Linked DNA regions of Mus musculus: region 1 is linked to region 2. Evidence: chromatin contacts called from public HiChIP or PLAC-seq data. All regions are on one chromosome and are shown on one strand. Each heading gives the region's core, a stretch centred on a gene start, on an enhancer-like site or on the middle of the called end of the contact. The rest is flanking DNA. Distances are from core to core; before and after follow the strand shown.

Region 1 (6,801 bases), core at 3,670-6,169, 440 kb after region 2:
TCCCTGTCTGCAAGCATAACAGTATCATTAGTTGTGTCAGGGATTGGTGTGTGCCCATGGGATGGGTCTCAAGTCGGGCCGGTTATTGGTTGGCCATTCCCTCAGTCTCTGCTCCATCCTCCATCCTTGCATTTCTTGTAGACCGGATACATTTTGGGCGGAAGGTTTTGTGGGTGGGTTGGTGTTCCTATTGCTTGACTGGGGTTCCTCCCTGGGTACAGAAGGTGGCCGATTCAGGTTCCATATCCCCAATGCTGTGAATCAGAGCTAAGGCCACCTCCCATTGATTCTTGGGTGCTTCCCTTATCCCAGGTCTCTGTCTCTTCCTGGAGATGCCCCCTCCCCACCTCCCCACACCTGTCATTTGCAGATTTCCATTCATTCTCATGACCATCTGTCCATCTCACCTGTCTCTCCCCACACCTGATCCTGAACCCCCCCATTCCCCTCCCCTTCCTCCTCTCCCACCTAGTTCCTTCCTTCCCTCTGCCTTTTATGACTATTTTATTCCCCCTTCTATTCGAGAGTCAAGCTTCCTAGTTAGGGCCTTCCTTCTTGTTTAGCTTCTTTGGGTCTGTGGAGTATAGCATGGGTATCCTGTATTTTATAGCTAACATCCATTTATAAGTAAGTACATACCATGAATGTCCTTTTGGGACTGAGTTACCTCATTCCAGATGATATTCTCAAGATCCATCCACTTGTCTGCAAAATTTATGATGTCTATTTTTTTTAAAAAATAGCTGAATAGCATTCCATTGTGTAGATGTACCACATTTTCTTAATTTATCCATTCTTCAACTGAGGGGCATCTAGGTTGTTTCCAGTTTCTGGCTATCACAAATAAAGTTGCTATGAGCATGGTTAAGCAAGTGCCTTTGTGGGATGGTGGTGCATCTTTTGAGTATATTACCAGGAGTAGTATAGCTTAAAGCAGGCTTTATTAAATATAAAATACTGACCAGGAGATGGACTTTGGTGAGGACCACTCCCTGGAGTTTCCCAGCTGACCAGCACCAAGACGTGCTGCTGGGATTTTCATGTACAAAACTCCTGTGTGGAGGGTGCTTCTGATGTTTTGATTTAATCGGGAATCTGTTTACTGACGTGGAAGGTCCTTGCCCTCAACTGGTTCTTGATCAATCAATAAAGAGTCCTTTGTACTCACTGGCCTTTGTTATATTAAGAAGTGGTCAGAGGTGGGCTTGTAGGATATAAAAAAGGTTGGGTTATGAGTCTTCTGTGGTGAGCATATTAGGACTCTGCATTATGCCATGGGAAATGGACCAAACAGATAGACAGGCAAACTATTCCTCCTGAGGGCAGGCTGTGACGCTCACTCCTATTGAGAGTGGAGAATGCAAAGCTCAGGGCAGTGACACTCCTCTAACTCAGAGGGAGGAACAGAAAGTCCTGTAAGCTGAAACTCCGCCTCCCTCAGCCTCGTGTGTATTCTGAGACATCTGCTGTAATTTTTAGAAAACTCTGTTCCTTGACTCCACACATGAAAACATGGGAGTAATCATAGAATTATCTCTGTGCCACAATGCTACAGGTAAGGCACTTAGTGCAGGCCCTGTTATGTATTAAGAATCCAGCTGAAGATTCTAGAAGCTTTCCTTTGCTTGTTATAGCTGCAAACTTCACAGCTCTCAAGTGAAATAACAGCTTTTTTTCTTTCTTTTAAAATCAGCCTATCTGTAGTCTAGAAGCTATTTGCGTTTGTCTTTTAGGGAAGTCAGGACCCCCATCCTTTTCAGAGCAACTTGGACCAGACTTGACAGGCCAGGAAATCACTCACCCTTCACTGAGCCTTGCTCTTTCCTTCCCTGCCTTCAGCTTATCAAAAGCTCTGAGTGTTTATCTCACCCTTGCCAGAGCCCATCCCTTTGGATTGTCCTGGGTTTTACTGTCTTGTCCTGTTTACAATCATCATGTGCACACAGTGGCCTGAGATGAGGTAAGAGATGGGTGTCTGTGACAGGTCCATATCTGGTGTGCTGGGAGCTGTGCGACTTGCTTTGCTCTGATCCTGCTGAGCATATTTCCTGTGCTGCTGCCTTGATGGATCAGAGTTGAGAGAGATGGTGACAGTCTGGGCTCTGACCTGATGGTACCATCAATGCCCTTTGAGTCTCAGTGTAAAATGGGGACCTTGTCAGAAACCTGTGTGATCGTGGTGACAGGATAAGATAGCCTTTGAGAAGTGTTCTCAAGCCTGGCATGGTGGCATGTGGCATGGTGGCATGAGCCATTAATCCTAGCACTGGGGAGGCAGAGGCAGGTGGATCTATGTGAGTTGGAAGCCTGCCTGGTCTACAGAGTGAGTTCTGGTACAGCCAGGGTAACTCTGAGAAGAGAGAGAGAGAGAGACAGACAGACAGACAGACAGACAGACAGAGACAGAGACAGACAGTGAGACAGAGACAGAGGAGGAGGAAAGAGGGCTTCTCACATATAGTAGATGTTAATGCTACATAGCTCTCGCTCTATCAGCTTTGGGTTTCTTCTTTCTCCTGCTTTGGTGCACTAAGTGAAGAAGGCTAATGCACAAATGCACGGGCAGCATTTACTAGAACACAGTCTCTATTGCAGGGACCTGCCTATTTTATTCATTGTTCTGTGTCCAAGCTCTATAACCACATAAGCGACAATGGCTAATGAATTCACAGATACAAATAAAAGTGAAGTCCTGCTGCCTCGCAGATCCACACATGCAGATCTGATCCGCAGTGAGACACATCATAGAAGTAGAAGTTTGGAAATACAGTTTTGTGATGAGTTACGTGGATAGCTCAATACCGACCTTCCTTCTCATCTGTCTGCCCTGGTTAGGTGTCCCCCATTGCCATAAACAGATGCTGAGGTTCCAGACATCACAAAGTGAGAGCCATTGGGACACAGAGAAAATCCCTCTCCCTCCTGTCTTGAGTCTCTTCCATGGTGGGAAAGCCTATTGAGCTCTGCCAGCTGACTTCTGCTCACTTGCCCATGTCTAAGTCAGCCACCAGCTTGAACCTGTCAGAATCAACCCTGAGTCGTGTATGGGAAGGGTAACTCAGACCTTTTTTCCCAAAAGGCCACTCACTGCAAGGGCAGTGAAGACGGCTGCCTGCACCTCCTTGTAGGAGCATTGAGGAACAGGAAGAAAGCGATGAGGCAAAAATAAACTGTACAAGGTCACAACATAGGAGATGTCCGTCCTATGCAAGCAAAGGGCTACTGACACGGAGTGCTAAGTTCTAGTTCTGTGGAAGCAGAGATGTTCTCATTGGGCGGCAAGTGGGGTCAGGGTTCTCTGTTGCTTAGAACTGAAACCGTGTAAAAAGGACAGGAGGAAATGTGACAGTGTGCATTGATTTGTCCAGTATACATTAATGGCCAGTGATAATGAGAGACTTTCATTTCGAGGCAGCTTGGGAGGTTGTACTCTACTCAGCTGCTTGCACTAACGTGCATTGCTGCCAACCGATTGTGTCAAAGGAGACGCCTTAGTGCAGGATTAGTTAAGTCATACAGTGTGTCTCAGTGCAAGGTCAGGTAAGTCATACTGGGCGCTGTTACAGTGTCGCCTGGATTAGGTTAGAGATTCAGATTCACCATGAGAGTTGTAGTATGACCTCATGGATGCGTCCTTGGTTACTTCTGAGCATGTCCTAGTTCATTTGGTCAGGGTGGTGTTGACCTACTTAAAGAGAGAAATTATATGTAAAAGAGGTGACTCCCCAGGTAGGAGTGTAAAGAATGTGTTGATTTAATACTCTGACACCTGAAATAACCATCTACAAATAATATTTACCATATTATCTAAACAGGAGCCTGGAACCTATAGTTGACACATTAATGACCCGCAGATGAAGGTACCGTCCAGATGTAGAATCATCCAAAGTGGTATGTCCTAAAATACTTGGCGATGCAAACCCTTTAATTCAGCCACCACCCTCTGTGCAGCTAGTTTGAATCTGTGAGGTTTTCTGGAGTCCTCAGACCTCAGGACACTCAGGTTGGCGACAACACTAGAGGAAGCATGCATGCCCTGCTTGCATCGAATGAATCACATGTAGTCGGATTCAAAGAACACATTTCTAACCAGGTATAACCGTCTAAGAAGTCACTTTCTTTCCATGTCTCTTGAAATGTGACACTTACCCTAGTGCACAGCCTCTCATGTCTCCAGGCAGCCTCGGTACAGCAGGAGTAAATGTTTGATGAGCCTCAATATTTTAATAGATGTTGTTATCAACAGACTGCTCAACTCCTCACTCAAGAAGTTTGCAATGATTTGATTACGAGTATTTGGATAGGCATTTTAACCTGTTTACCACTGAGTTAAGTATAGTAGATTGAATATATGTCTCCAGCTCTGAGCTAACATGAGTGTTTTTATTTAGGCTCAAATTTAGTTGACTTAACTAATGTCATTTGTTTAGAAACTGTTAGTACTTTGCCACAATAGGCAGAAGAAATGCATTGCCTGGTTTCATGAATTGTCCTGCTAGAGGTCAGGATGTGTCTGACTTGGGCAATGAATGGAAACACTCTCTACATTCATGGTTCTGGGGCTTTGCCACTTTGCTAAGGCTGGTGGCCTACCACGGGCATGTGAGCTACACCCTGCTTTATCATCCTTATAGTTACCAGGGGCCTGGGCTCTGTGTGGAGCCGAGAGACACTTGGTCTCCTCCATTCTGAGAGGGTAGGGAAAACAATTGACCTTTCGCCTGTCTCTGGAATTCTCTGTATCTTTCTAAGCTTTGGGGTTGCATTGTCTCCTCTTAGGTTCTGGCTTAGTTTGCAGTGAGAAATCAGCCAGTCTCTCTCACATACCCCCATTTAAGAATCTCCCAGGAGCCTCAAGGCAGAGAAAGTTATCTGGATGCAGGATCATTATCAGTTTAACACAGCTCTCTGGTTGTTTTACAAACTAGTCCTTTGAGCCTTCGAAGGATGAGTTTGAAATAAGAGGCCCCACCTTCAAGTTACAGCCCTCCCTCCCCCCAAATACTGATTTTATGCTCCTGTCTGTGGCACACCTTCAATGCTTTCCTACAGTGCTTATCATGAATTTAGCTGTCTTTGTGTTTCCTTTTCCTGAACCTTTTAGAAATGAGCCAGATGTTCTCACAGTGTATGGACAGCCTGGAGAAAAGTGTTATTGTTTTAAGAGCTGGCCTGGAATTCCTCTCAGGGAGGAGACTCTCGGCCACCTTAACAGAGGCATTTGGTTGTAGAGATAAAGCCCTCACAGACTGCCTGGACAGGCTGGGGCTGGATGAAGAGATAGCAAACTGCTCTGAGGAAGAAGTTTTCAGGACTGTGGAATCGGAAGGACAGAAGGACGGAGGAGAAAGAACTGGGGGTGGGGGTGGGAGGAGGATGGAATCAGGGAGAAAGCAAGATGGCAAGAGACAGGAAATGGAAGGTCGTCTTCCCACGGACGGACACTTGGAGACTTTTGGGGTCAGAAATAAAGTGAAAAGGGTTGTGTACAAGGTCTAGAGTCTTACTCAGCCACAAGAGACCAGAGACAAGTGTGATCAAGAATCTAACTGCAAGGAGCCATTGGAGAGAGAGAGAGAGAGAGAGAGGGAGAGAGAGAGAGAGAGAGAGAGAGACCCTGAGAACATTAACTCTCAGTCATTCTCAGACATCTAGGGGCAGGATGCTGGCCTTCCCACAGGATGTGGGCCCGAGCTGGAGCCAGTTTTTATTTAAGGGAGAGAGTGACAGTAGTTGACACCCATGTTACATCTGTTCTGGGGCGGGGCAGGGGCAGGGGTTGGGGGGAGGGGGATAGAAGGGTTTTATTTTGAGTTGGAGAATTTCTGCAATACTGATCTGGAGATGAAGTAAATGTTAGAGTAAGTTTTATGACTTGTGTCTCCTAAGAAGAAAAACACAGCAGCAGCATTTAGAAAAAGTTATTTTAAAGGATTTCTTCATCCTAATGGATAGAGATTGTCTTCAGATGATACAAATATTCCAAAGATTTAATGAAGTTATCGGGAGCCTTGTTGACATTAATTAGAGTTCTGTAATTAGAATTATAGTTATAGGAGCTTCTTCCTGCAAACCAGAGGCACATATTTCAGCATCTCCGGTTCGCAGTGCCGTGGGCTCGGTACCTGACGCGTGTGTGGTTTTTTTTTTTTTTTATATAGCAGCGCTTTCATAATTCTTCTTAAATAACCATGTTGATAGATATTTAATCGTTTTTTAATTAATGATGGAGTAAAGCCGATTTATACTTGTGCTCCTCTGCCTCTGCCTCTGCCTTTGCTCACAAGCAAACTGTCAGCCGCTGGTGCACACAGCCACCCAAAGTGCAGGTGACACTGAATCCAATCAGGAAAGCAGCGCAAAGATGAAAGGTCTCACCAATGGGAAGTGAACTTGCTAAAGTACGCCTTTCAATGGATTTGGACAAAACTGAAAAATGTTGTTGCTATCAGATCCTTAGGCCGATTACTGAAGCGTTCGATTTTCCAGTGTGTCAATTCATCACTGTCTACCTGGGTGTAGTTAACACTTTCTCCTGCTCCTAGTGTGTCTGCTGAGATAGGCACTTGCTGTCACCAGGTATCTACCTCTCTAGAAGGTCAGCAGATCAGGGGAGGCGATGGTTCCCCCCCCACCCCCACCACTGTGCCCCTCATCCTTCCTCAGGTACTGGTGACGACGGCAGATGGAGCCTCTGTGTCTTGTGGGATCTGAAATATTAATAAGCTCAGGCTTTTATCCTTCAAACAGGTTAGCCTTTCCTTTTAGAGGTTCTGTAAAGTGTCCTGACTATTCATGCAT
Region 2 (7,092 bases), core at 583-3,082:
GCACAGATCTGCTGCTCTTGGCTGGGCCCTGCGATGGTTTTGTGGCCGACCAACTAATACTGAGTGGTGGAATCTGGGATCTCCGCCATGTGTTGACTTTCAGGTGAAATTAAGGACTCTCTGCTAGTTTCAGATCAGCAAGAAATAATTTTTGATATAAGTTTGTTCCAAATATTTGCTCTCTTATCTCTCCTGCAGGCCAGCTGGAGTCTGTTCCCATAGCTAGCAAGAGAAAAACACCAAGAAGCAAGCTCAGCCGCCATCACTGTGTTTTGGGGGCTAATGTAAGGCATACAGCTCTCTCCCCAAAGGAGGACTGGAAAGCCACATTGAGAAAGACATGGCGACACTGAAGGTAAAGGTGGCATTCTGACAGCCCATCTATCTGAGTCCCCGGAGGAAGCATCGCCAGCAAATGATGTGGAGAAAAATCTTCCATGAAAATGTATTCAAATGTCACCTGCCCCATCTACTCAAAAACAGCAGTGTGCCCATGAAGTGCTTTGGAGAGCAGACCCAGGCTCCGGTCTGATTTTGTAAATCATCTTCTTTATTTTCTCGGTCAGGCCACATCTTCTCTGGAGCTCAGTTTCTTCGTCTATAAACTGTTAAATTTGCACTCATGGGGCCGCCTGACTCAATATCTTGAATATTTTAACTCAAGCAACCTCCTCCTTTCTGCCATGTCTCCACAGAAACCTCTTCCAGCCTAATCAGCTTTATGATGATATTAGTAACGCTATCACTTAAAACAGCCCATTATGGCCCCCATTGACTGCTCCTGAATTCAAAGGAAATTCAATCACCAATACATATCCAATAAAAAAAATGGAAATCTCCAGGCTAAAGGGACATCAGCCCCGGAAAAGGCGCAGGCCTCCTGAATAAATAAATCTGCTTTGCCCAATATTTTCCCCTCTTGATTTGAACAGAGACAGTAAGCCTTTTTCGGTCATTGAATTAATTTGCTAGAAGTGGCTGTAATTTCTATATAAATCCTGAGATTGTTTCTAATTTGCATGTTATATATGAATGTTTATGCATGCAGTGCCATCCTAATGTTCTCTGGGGATGCGCTTGCAAACTGTATGAATCATGTAAACAAAATTAAGAGTGGAATAAAAAGAATGTATGATATTTTCCTCACTAGTACTAATTTTTTTTTAAAGTTTGGTTTTCTCCTTAATGGTCTTCCTGCTGACTTTAATTATATTTATGGTACAATTATCCTGTCCTGGGCACAGCCTTGTATGCCCAGTGCTCATTTGGCGTCTGGTTTGGGGGTACGGCTGGCAGACAGCCGGGCAGTGTGATGGCTTCCCTGTTTGCTCCCTCCGGAGCCAGTGAGGAGGGAAAGCAATAGATGCTCTGGCGTCTTATTTCCCTCCACTTCACCTTCTTTCTTATGAGGACGAATTCAGATCGTGGGTAAAACTGAACCTGGGCTCAGGGCTTCTTCCTCCTGCAGCCTCCCCGGAGTGTTATCTGAAGACCCTTGCTGCTGTTAATTAATGATTTGCCAGCTGTCTACGCTAATTTTATAGCATTTATGTATGCACATGCATTGTTCCATAACAAAGGTTCAGTGCTTCTGTCTCGCCAGGGACGTCACTCTCTAAGGTTTTGCTTCCAAAGCACTTCAGGTATCAACCAGGAAGGGGCTCCCGCTCTCAGCCCAGCAACCTCTCTCTCTCTGGAGTCCGGACAGTGAAGTCACCATTCTTTGTAAAAGATCAGGCTGTTCAAGAGTCTGAAGGAAGAGTGGCTGCGCCATTGTGGCCCATCCCTGAGTTATCCCGGTGCTCTCTGAACTGCTGACCACGCCCATCCCTGTGTTATCTCAGGACTCTCTGAACTGCTGACCACGCCCACTTTAGAGGTCTGCGGTTCTGTGGGCATCTGGGAAGTTTGTGATGCCATTCCCAAGTTCCTCATTCTAGCGTTTGGGATTTGAGTGGGTGCGGGCTCCGCCATCAGCAGCCAGGTTCCCATCAGTTCTCGCTCAGGCGTTTGCTTCTCAGGGTGAATCCATTTCCGATCAAGTCATCCTTGCCCGGGGTGGGGGTGGGGTGGGGGTCGGGTGGGGGGTTGATCATTCTTCCCTGAAAAATCAAGGGAAAGTGTGACCTGCTGATTAGACGGTGGGACACACTAATGACTTAGGCTTTCAATAATTATTGAACATACTCTAAAATCTTTCCACACTGGATGGAAAGGAAGGCGCTGCAGGAGCATGACAGTCCTTGCCAGGTAGAGGCTTTGGATGTTTGTGAAGCACATGCTATGGACCAGGCTTTGTGTCCATCTTGTGTCATCGATGCAATAATCCTGTGTGTGCTACCATCCTGCAAAAAGTGAGTCTGAGACAGAGGATATAAACCTCCACCTAGAAACACACCCAAACTAAGCTAGGAGAGAAACCTAAGTGAGGGGAACACATGGCCACCAAGTTCCAAAGCACAGAGTCAGCAGATAGCAGGGCAAGCAGTAGCTGGAGCTAAGTATCTGACAGACAGGAGGACACTTTCTAGAAAGACTCTGAAAACCAGGCTGTATGGCACAAGCCAGTAATCCCAGCTGCTTGGGAGACTGAGGCAGGGGGATGGAAAGTTCAAGGCCTTCCTGCTCTATAGAACAGATCCAAGGCTAGCCCAGGGAACAGTAAGACCTGCCTCAAATTTTCGCAAAGTAAAAAGGCAGCTGTGGATAAGGCTCAGTGGTAGAGTGTTTCCCTAACTTGCACAAGGCCCTCGTTCAAGTTGTGCTGAGTCCTGAAAGAACAAAAGGACTCCCTGTGGAGGAAGACAGGAATGAACAAGAAGATGGCAGCCTCAGACAAAGTCCAGGGTCGGGCGGGAAGAATCTAGGAGAGTCCAAAGCCCACATTATAGACAGCATGCACATTTGATATTGGAAGATGGCTCAATCTGGACAGAGGCCTGGCCCACTGAAAGAGTTTGAAACGGAGGTCTGGGGTAAAGGCAGGTTCCCCCTGACTCTCACCAGAGGACCTCTCAAGTTTTACCTGAGGCTATTAAAATCAGTATTTAGGGGCTAAGGAGATGGCTCAGAGAATAAGAACACTGCCTGCTCTTGCAGAGAATCCAGGGATCATGTCCCAGCACCCACATGGTAGCTCACAACCATCTGTAACTCTAGTTCCAGGGGATCTGATGCCCTCCTGTGGCCTCCATTACTTCAGATATATTTCTGGTCGCATCCAACACCCCACATATAATCCTATTTATTTGTCCATGCATAAGGATACATTCTACAAGAGCAGTAGAGAGAGCTCAGCAGTGGTGGCACCAGTGGACCTGGGCTTGCATCATCCAGTGCCTTGAGAAGGTTTCCTCATGTCACCACATTGCGACTGCTTCAGATATATCTATGCTCACACCTGGCACCCCACATACGATCCTACTTATTTGTCCATCTTTCTAAACAGGAAGGTTTGGGTAAGAGAAAGGACAGGCGGTGCCTTTGGGAACAGTAAGACAGAACTTTGCCGTAGACAGTTCTCCTTTTCCTTATTGAATTGGTATGAGAAGAGTCCAATCTTCAAGGTCAAAGGAAGGTCACGTATCCTAACTCCCTTGCACCCACAGCTTAATCATCTAAAATTAAAAATCAATTCTTGTCTGAGACTCGTGAAGAGCCCATAATTGCTTTAGAGTGAAGCGCCGACTACCCGCACCCTTCCTCAACTTCCATTTCTTCGAGGCGCGAGCATCATTTTTCAAGTCGAGGGCATTGTCAGGATGAGATTGCACAGTAACCTGGTAGGACAATCCGTTAAAGATGAAATCACTTTTGTCATTATGTTCTTCAGGCAGAAATGAGGCCTCCCTTCATTGCTGCCTCTGAAGATGGTAAGGGAAAAAAAAGTAATATGAGCCGATTATTAGCAATATTTTTCCTCTAAAGAAAAAGAATCACCACAGCACTGGCTAGTATCTCTGCTGCTGGCAAGCTAGCATCGGCACCTTGCTTTGGTTTTTATAGAAAACTGGTTATCATTTCTTAGATAGTAGATTTTCTTTTTATCCTCAATGTCCTGTTCCCTCGCAGCTACAAACTGTGTCTGTGTCTATCTGTCTGTCTGTCTGTCTGTCTGTCTGTCTGCCTGCCTGCCTGCCTGCCTGCCTGCCTGCCTGTCCAGATATTTGTGATAAGGACAGCTTTAGCTTTCTAACCAGCCACAGTTGTTAAAAACCGATTCCCGGAGTTTTCATGAAATTTTAAAGCACCAATCAGGAGCCGTTTAATTGTGAAGATCAGTTCTGAGATGGAAACGGAGGAATCTATTAAAATAGTATTTTGGGCCATAGGATCTTTGGCTACTTTATAAGTTTACTTCACAGGAGTGGAACCACCCCCACCCGGCCTCTGCTGTATTTGTATAGTCATGGGTGTTATCACACACGTGAAGGCTGGCAGGAGCTATGAGAATGCCTCCCGGCTCAGCTCTGCCTCAGGTACACACCTACTGGGACATACTGCTTCTGATACCTTAATCCTGATTCACCAATCCATCATCATCGTAGCAGAGTGGGTCGCTCAGTCCCGTCACTGTGCCTTCAAAAGGAGTGACACTCATTCCAAGTTTCCTAGCCCCCATTCCAATCACCATTTAGAAAGTCTACAACTTGACTTCTTTTAGACCAAGCCAACTTTTCTTTTAAGCCCTGAGTGTGTTTTGTGAGGCTGGCTAATTAGCCTGCCTATACCAGAACTACTGGCTTTTTTATTACCTTTGGAAAACAAAACCAGGTTTGAGGAAGTGTTGGATGTAAGCTGTCTCCAAAACTTCAGGAAGGGAACCCCCAACCTTCTAAGCCCCCCTCCTCCCCAAGAAGATTTGTAGTCTGGTTAGAAGGACCATTTAGATGATGAAAGGAACCAGTGGACAGCTCCTGATTTATAACCAGCGTGATTTTTTTTAATATCCACCAAATTAATATTTTTATGTGTGTTCCCCCCATCAAGTTGCTTGGGTTTGAATTTCAAGTAGGGTAACCTGCCAAGACGGTGTAGTAAAATACGAACTGGATCATAAATCCCAGCAGGGGTGGGAGAACATAAGACAGATTGCTAACACCTTATAGAAAAAAAAAGCACATTTAAACAAAAAAGCAGAAATTTGCTTTAAAGTATACTGAGCCCAGCGGGGATTGGAAGAGACAGAAGTGGGCTGGATATGGGGCTGTTTTGACTTTCCCAACGTTGATTTCCTGAGGAACTCAACTTGCAGAAAACCATTGTGGCAGGTAACCCAGGGCCCATGGGTCTTTCTGTCACCCACAGTCAGTGATGACTTTCTAAGATGTGTGTTTAGAGATAAGGCAGAAGTATCCTCAAAGGAGCACCGTAACATAACAGCGGAGTCTCTCGGTCTCCCCTCCACTGGAGTGACCACTCACAGCTCATCAAAGTCTCCTTTCATTAGTGCCAGGCCAGGGGAAATAAAGGCAGTTGGCAAGAAGGGTGAGCTGTAAGAAGAAAGCCATGTGTTTCCTTCCTAAGACTAAAATCATTTTCCCGAGAGGAATAAAGAACATTTACAAACCTGGATGGATAAGGCTTGGCAGGAACACGTTGATTGCTTGCCTACCGTCTCCAGGAACCAGCAGGAACAACAGAAGCCCTTATTGGCTTGGTTTTATAACAAGTTTACTATACCAGTGCATACCCAGTTAAGCAAATGTCCTTACCACCTAGCTTATTAATACTGCGTTCTGGATAAACCACAGGTCAGATCATGTGACGAAAACATAGCCGCTGCATGGGAGGGGTCTAATAGAACTCACTCGATAGCCTATAAAACAGTCTCGAGTCCCGTCTGTCAACACCATTATAAAGGCAATCCACCAATCCTTCTACGGTCAGCTGTCAGTCCTTGAGCCATGTTATCTTTTCCCCTTATGACTGGTCAGTGCCTGGCTCTCAGGACTTACACGAAGTCCTCTCGGGAGCCAGCTCTAATGAGTGGCACCCCGGTGTCACAGCTCAGCAGGCACCGTGTTTCATGGAGACACATTTTCAAACCAAATCACCAGGGCCCATAACACTTTGCAAACACAACCTTAGGCTTCCATTTTCTTCACTGCAGGGCTCAGAGGCAAAGTCATGGCCAAGGCTTTCAGAATCTGTGAGTGGCACACAGGAAAGGGACAGCTTCTGACCAAACGGCTAAATTTAAATCACGTGGACTGCACAATCTGCTGTTGTTTTGACCCAAGGACGTATCAAGATTTTGCCAGCTATGGACATTTAGTCATAGCTATATAAGCGGAGTACCAAGTAAAAGAGGTCATAGGTACAGGTCATACATAGATTCAGTAACACACAGATTCAGTATTATGTAGCTACAGTATGTACATAGATACAGCACTTACATATTTTAAGAGAAAAGCTGATTTGTATCAGCTGTTTAATATACTAAAACTTTAACAGACTCTGCCTTTTCAAAGAGGTCCTCACAAAAAACAGAATTCTCCCAAAGTAAGTGAAAACATTTTTTTTTCCTAGAAAGGGAAGCGGCTGCATAGGATTGAAAGTTCTCTGCATATAATACTGAGGAGACTTTTAATTTCTTGGATCGCTAGCTGCATTGCAGTTATGCAAATAGATTTAGGAAATATACACTGAAGGATTATGGGATAAAGTAGTAGTACATCTACAACTTATTCCCAAACCACTCAGCAAAGAGGTCTCACACACACACACACACACACACACACACACACACACACACACACACACACACAGAGAGAGAGAGAGAGAGAGAGAGAGAGAGAGAGAGAGAGAGAACAAATATCTCCATATTTACCATCTGAGGAACCTTGTAAAAGGCTCACTGCCATTCTTGCTGAATACCTTATATAGATCTGAAATTATTTTTTAAGTTTTTTTTAAAGTCACCCTTTTTAGGCATTCAGTGTTATCCCTGCTTTTTGGCTAACTGTTTTGACTATATATTGTTCAGGATTCAGCACAGGACCTTGAAAATACTTGGCAAATGTTTTACCACTGAGCCCGCCTCTTTTTTACTATATATTTTGGGGACAGTGTCTCATTAAGTTGCCTAGG

What was found. HiChIP or PLAC-seq counts read pairs in DNA pulled down with a chosen protein or histone mark.
Region 1: an H3K27ac HiChIP or PLAC-seq map of extraembryonic endoderm stem cells shows a contact between it and region 2, with 4 times the contacts expected there. The contact joins two enhancer-like sites. A contact is called at or near these places in 4 of 39 promoter capture datasets (cranial neural crest, embryonic stem cells, maxillary cranial neural crest and 1 more), 4 of 115 datasets of contacts at active chromatin or transcription factors (embryonic stem cells, extraembryonic endoderm stem cells, stem cell-derived neural progenitor cells and 1 more) and 1 of 9 other capture datasets (embryonic stem cells).

The regions. Positions count from the first base shown.
Region 1 is chr6:51,628,497-51,635,297 of GRCm38.p6, forward strand. No RefSeq gene overlaps it. Among named protein-coding and RNA genes, the nearest start is that of Gm38811, 79 kb to the right of the region's middle. Within about 2 kb of position 4,920, at least 27 of the 459 cell types and tissues checked have an H3K27ac peak or open chromatin away from gene starts, as enhancers often do. A contact at or near this core is called in extraembryonic endoderm stem cells, where this site is marked.
Region 2 is chr6:51,191,754-51,198,845 of GRCm38.p6, forward strand. No RefSeq gene overlaps it. Among named protein-coding and RNA genes, the nearest start is that of Gm32403, 12 kb to the right of the region's middle. Within about 2 kb of position 1,833, at least 13 of the 459 cell types and tissues checked have an H3K27ac peak or open chromatin away from gene starts, as enhancers often do. A contact at or near this core is called in extraembryonic endoderm stem cells, where this site is marked.